2 separate regions of the Ovis aries genome follow, and region 2 is linked to region 1. Evidence: chromatin contacts called from public Hi-C data. All regions are on one chromosome and are shown on one strand. Each heading gives the region's core, a stretch centred on a gene start, on an enhancer-like site or on the middle of the called end of the contact. The rest is flanking DNA. Distances are from core to core; before and after follow the strand shown. Region 1 holds the start of ANAPC13 (anaphase promoting complex subunit 13). Region 2 overlaps SLCO2A1 (solute carrier organic anion transporter family member 2A1).

What was found. Hi-C and Micro-C count contacts between places; a contact is called where the count stands out from the background.
Region 2: a contact with region 1 is called in a Hi-C map of liver, with 3 times the contacts expected there. The contact joins the enhancer-like site here to the promoter of ANAPC13 in region 1. A contact is called at or near these places in 2 of 16 Hi-C or Micro-C datasets (liver and tail adipose tissue).

The regions. Positions count from the first base shown.
Region 1 is chr1:255,495,472-255,498,171 of ARS-UI_Ramb_v3.0, forward strand. ANAPC13 (anaphase promoting complex subunit 13) reads left to right here and starts at 1,440. Exons shown (of 3, transcript XM_060395619.1): 1 at 1,440-1,888. CEP63 (centrosomal protein 63) reads right to left here and starts at 2,063. Exons shown (of 14, transcript XM_060395599.1): 1 at 1,780-2,063.
Region 2 is chr1:256,057,064-256,059,763 of ARS-UI_Ramb_v3.0, forward strand. SLCO2A1 (solute carrier organic anion transporter family member 2A1) reads left to right here. Exons shown (of 18, transcript NM_001038021.1): 11 at 761-889; 12 at 892-904; 13 at 906-924. Among named protein-coding and RNA genes, the nearest start is that of RAB6B, 51 kb to the right of the region's middle. Within about 2 kb of position 1,323, at least 1 of the 54 cell types and tissues checked has an H3K27ac peak or open chromatin away from gene starts, as enhancers often do. A contact at or near this core is called in liver, where this site is marked.

The DNA of each region.
Region 1 (2,700 bases), core at 190-2,689:
TGAGTCAGTGATGCCATCCAACCATCTCATCCTCTTCCACTGCCCCTTTCTCTTCCTGCCCTCAATCTTTCCCAGCATCAGTCTATAGGATTTTTACTAATTTTCATAGATGTGATGACAAAACTGGTTTTGTAAAGCTGAAAACACAATCTGAGTTCTTAAAGAAAAATATTTAAAGTAACACAGAAACCAAAAATTCAATTCCTGAAACCCAGGTCAGTGTCGGTTTTAGCTGAATTTCAAACAAGCTTCCTAAAAGGAGGAAGCTCTAATAAAGTTGACTAGTGATGCTATTACCGTCCAATACCACTACTACCTTAACTGAGAACGGGAAGGGCCAAAGTTGTTCTACCTTTTAACGGGAGACAAGTGGCATCAATACAATTAATACATACAACAACTACAATAACTGTTAAAACCTGAATCTATAATGTTTATCAATATCTAGCCCGTTTTAATTTCAGTTGTTCTTACTATACTGATCACTGATGATATAGTCAAAAGGCAAGAAGCTCGATAAAAAGCTAATAATACTACATTTCAAATAAGAAAATACATACCCTTTATTATATCATTAAGCTACAGCTATGATCAGTATAGAAAAATTTGAAGGTAACATGTAGTTAATGATCCTTATGGTTTCCTCTTCGTATCTAGAAAATAGTTAAATGCAAGCATGTGGGGAACTGTAAAACTACAGGGCACAAATCCTACAGTACTGTTTTATTAAAGGAAGGAAAAAAATGTTAACACTGGTTTAAGGAACCGTTTGTAAGCCTTAAGGAAAACTACTCTGCGCAATACGCATGCTTTAACTAGACGCTGTAAATGAACACGAGTCGCTGACAGCAAGCTCACTTTTACTCTCTGATGTTGTAAAAACTACATTATGAGCCTAGGTTTACTGCTTCCAAATATGTTCATGATTATAGTGCTTTATGGGCCCATCCCTTTTTTTCTCTCACTTTATTTCGCATCCCTGATTTCTATGGAGCAATAAGTTCAGGGTTCCCCAAATTCTGTCCTTCATGATTTCTGCCACATTACCATACCTCTGGAACTAACATTATGGTTTTTAAGTCAATTATTTTTAAAAACTTGCTAAATTTCCCACCCATAAATGAACCACTATCACCTGCCGTCAGCAACCTAAGCCTCAACAAGGCTAGGAAGGATGCTAGCCAAATGAGGCAGCCCAGGCGGGAGGGCTGGGCCGGGGGTACCTCCCCAGAAGTGGCAGCCTGACTCGCTGCCGACTCCGCTGGGAGAAGCGGAGCAGCTCGCCCACCCCGCCGCCCTCCCGCCGGCCGGCCTCAGGGGAAGGGCTGACCACCTGGCTAGCCCGGACTGCGCGCCGTGGGAGGCCATATCTTGCTTCGCGGGTCTGCGAAGCGTTTGCGGCGAGGAGGGGCGGGGCGCCGGGGCGGAGCCGGGCCGGCGGAGGCGAGCCTGGAGGCCAGCGGGCGGCTGAGGAAGTCGGCCCCCGGCCATTCGGCCGCTCAGTCTGCGGCCCCACTGCAGCCAGGGCGGCCTCCGGCTCCGGACACCGGCACCCGTCGCCTGTTGGACTTTCACACATGCGGTTACAGGCCTGCCACGAGCGCGCCCCCGAATCTTCCCGCCGTTACCTCCGGACGGGGGCGCGCACGCGCGTCACCGCCAACCTGACGTCCAGTCACGGTCTTCGGAACATTCGTTCCGCCTACTGCTCCCTGACTTTTAATTGAAGCAACGTCCTCCTTGACCCCCCCCCCCCTCCGCCCCGCCAAATGGGCTCACCGACTTCCGGGGATCGGAGAGCAGGGCGCCTCGGCCACATGACCGCTGGGGGCGTGGTTCTGGCTGTGCTGGGCCAGTGCTGGTAAAGGTTTCCCGCGCCCTAGCTTAGGTAGTGTAGGAGAAGCGCATGTTCGGGTTTCGGCCGATCCTATCGGCAGAGGTCGTTGCCCTCACCTCACCCTGATAACTACCTCCCTTACCGCTCGTCGGGAGGGTAGAAAAGGACTTACACGAAGGCCCTGGACTTCCCCCGCTTCCGCATTTGGTAGAGCCCGCCTTGGGCCGGAAGCCGAGGTTATGGGGCGGGATCCCACGCCTGTACGGACGGTGGTGGCCCGAGAGGGTCATATTTAGCGGGGGGGAAAGGGCATTCCAGGTTTGCTCTTTTAACTGCAAGTTTACCGATCTCTAAAACAGAGGTGAATAAAACTGCCCCTGTCCCGAAGAAACGCACGCACCGCTTGTCTGGGAAGACCCTGTAACGGGCAATGTAACAAGCCCCTGATGGGGCCCATTCACTGCGCCCCGGGAAATATGGAACCTGCGGAGGGGCGGATATCGCGTTCTTCTTGGAGCTTAGAGAAAGCTTCCTGCAGGAGGCAACCTGGGAGCTAAGTTGTTTAGAGTGACTGGGGGTTAGCTGAGGAAAAAAGGAAGAAGACAGAGCATTCCAAGCTTTGGGACAGTCACGTGTGTAAGATTTTGTTCAGGAAAGTGGTAACAGTTAATTATGGGGACTGGCAAGTGCCTGGGACGCTGGCTGTGACCTGGTCATTGCCCGCCTTGTACTTTCCACGCTTCCAGCCCCTGAAGAGTGACGGCACCTTAGCGCCTAACTCTGGAAATGAGATGTTAGCCCCGATGAGCTGACACTCAACTTTGAGTTTGGAAGGAAAAATAGGTGTTCGTGATGGGGCAGAG
Region 2 (2,700 bases), core at 73-2,572, 560 kb after region 1:
ATGGATTTATAGACTTGAGACAGAGACCTTTAGAGGCAGGAGGAATTTATCTCAGGCAGAAAGTTCAGTGGATTTCACTGTGTTTCCACTGGTGCTGTGCTGCCCTGGGGTTAGTCACTCAGTTGTGTCTGGCTCTGTGCGACTTCATGAGCTGTAGCCTGCCAGGCTTCTCTGTCCATGGGGATTCTCCAGGCAAGAATACTGAGTGAGTTGTCATGACCTCCTCCAGGGGATCTTCCCAACCTAGGGATTGAACCCAGGTCTCCCAAACTGCAGGCAGATTCTTTACCAGCTGAGCTACCTGAGAAGCCCATTTCCAGTGGTATCTCCTTCTATGTTTTCTTCCTTTAGTGTCCCTGCAATAAACACACAAACAGCAAAAACAAAAACCCAGAAAACCACTACTGCTGGGCAGCAGGTGGCCTGGCCCAGAGGAAGACCCTCCCAAACCCAGGTCCGCAACTGGTGGACCGTACCTGGCAGTGGATTCCTGCAGATCCCCTCGCGGTGTAACTGCAGGAGGAGTCCAGCGCACACTGGATGACTGGTTTTGGTGAAACAAACACTGTTGCCCAGTGATCAGAAGCGAGATCCCCAGGGTGCCTGAAATCCCCACCTCGTCTCCTCTCCAGCCTCTGCATCTAGCATTACCAGGTTCCCAGGGAGGGCAGAGGGGTGACCGTTGGAGCAGGCATTTAAAGTGTGTGGAGTCGAAATAATAACGGCAGGTTTCCCCTGTTCCCCTCCGTCTCCTTCCAAGATCTACTTGAACTGCAGCTGCGTCAGCGGGGGATCTGCTTCAGCGAAGACAGGCCCGTGTCCCGTCTCCTGCGCCCACTTCCTGCTCCCGACCACCTTCCTCATCTCCTTCGTGGCGCTCATAGCCTGCGTCTCGCACAACCCCCTCTACATGATGGTGCTGCGGTGAGTGCGCCTCTCCTTCCCAACGCTCCCCTCACTTAACGGCCAGCTGCGCCCTTCCAGAGGGTGAGGTGAATGGAGGGTCATTCATGTCAACACCTCAGGGGCAGCTTGGTGTCACTGTAACAGGACACCTGCCTTGGCCTGCCGCCTGTCCTCCCTTCTGACCTGGCTCCTAGGACACGGGGGCTTTTCTCATTGTCATCCTTTCCACAGTCCTTATTCTGTCTCTGGAACTTTCCTCGTTTTCCTTCTCTGATTTTATGCCTCCAGCTGAATTCTCCTCCCTCCTCTCTGTTCTTTTGAGAGTTAAAGACAGGTGAATCTACGGGTGTGGAGTCAGCGTGGAGCCTGGCAGACTGGAGGGGTCACGTGGCTCAGCCGGCAGGCTCCGCCTCCCCTCCAGGCTCCACCTCTTCCCCAGGCTTCGCCTCCTCTCCAGGCTTCGCCCTCCTCATACAGGATGGAGAGGCAAGGACACCCACCAAGGGAGGAGAAAATACGGTTTCAACCAAGTTGGCATAACTTACCCCCTGCCTCCCTCCCTCCTGTCCTTATCAGTCTGGCAACAGATGGAAAAACAGGATTTGGAAGACTCGGTCCAGGGTCAAAGGCCTATCTCTACCATAAACTGGCTAAATGTCGTTTGGTGTTGCCAAGTTCACCAAGTCTCAATCTCCTCATGTATGTGTGTGCTTATTCACTCAGTCGTGTCCAGCTCTGTGACCCCATGGACATAGTTCTCCTGCCTCTCCTGGTCCGCTGAGTCCTCGGACACGAGATGTTCTTGAGGTGGTACAGGGAGATAATACTAGTGCACCAATGCCAGGGCTTTGGTGCCAGCCTGTGCGGAGTCCCACGCTGCAGCCTCACTTGGTGGGTGTCCCCGCCTCTCCATCCTGTATGAGGAGGGCGGAGCCTGGAGGGGAGGCGGAGCCTGGAGAGGAGGTGGAGCCTGCTGGCTGAGCCACGTGACCCCTCCAGTCTGCCAGGCTCTACTCTTGACTCCACATCTGTAGATTCACCTATCTTTAACTCTCAAAAGAACAGGAGGGAGGAGAATTCAGTTGGAGGCATAAAATCAGAGAAGGAAAATGAGGAAAGTTCCAGAGACAGAATAAGGACTGTGGAAAGGATGACAATGAGAAAAGCCCCCGTGTCCTAGGAGCCAGGTCAGAAGGCAGGGCAGGACAGGTGGCAGGCCAAGGCAGGTGTCCTGTTACAGTGACACCAAGCTGCCCCTGAGGTGTTGACGTCAAATGACCCTCCATTCACCTCACCCTCTGGAAAGGAGAAAATACGGTTTCAACCAAGTTGGCATAACTTACCCCCTGCCTACCTCCCTCCTGTCCTTATCAGTCTGGCAACAGAGATGGAAAAACAGGATTTGGAAGACCCGGTCCAGGGTCAAAGGCCTAGCTCTACCATAAACTGGCTAAATGTCGTTTGGTGTTGCCAAGTTCACCAAGTCTCAATTTCCTCATGTATGCGTGTGCTTAGTCACTCAGTCATGTCCAGCTCTGTGACCCCATGGACATAGCCTGCCAGGTTCTTCTGTCCACGGAATTTTCCAGGCAAGAATCTGAAGTGGGTTGCCATTTCCTACTCCAGGGGATCTTCCCCACTCAAGGATCAAACCCACATCTCTGTGTCTCCTGCATTGGCAGGCAGATTCCTTACCACTGTATCACCTAAGAAGCCCTTCCTCATGAATGAAAGGGCATTAATGATATTGACCTCAAAGGATTCATGTGGGAATTGTATGGTAAATTGCTTTGC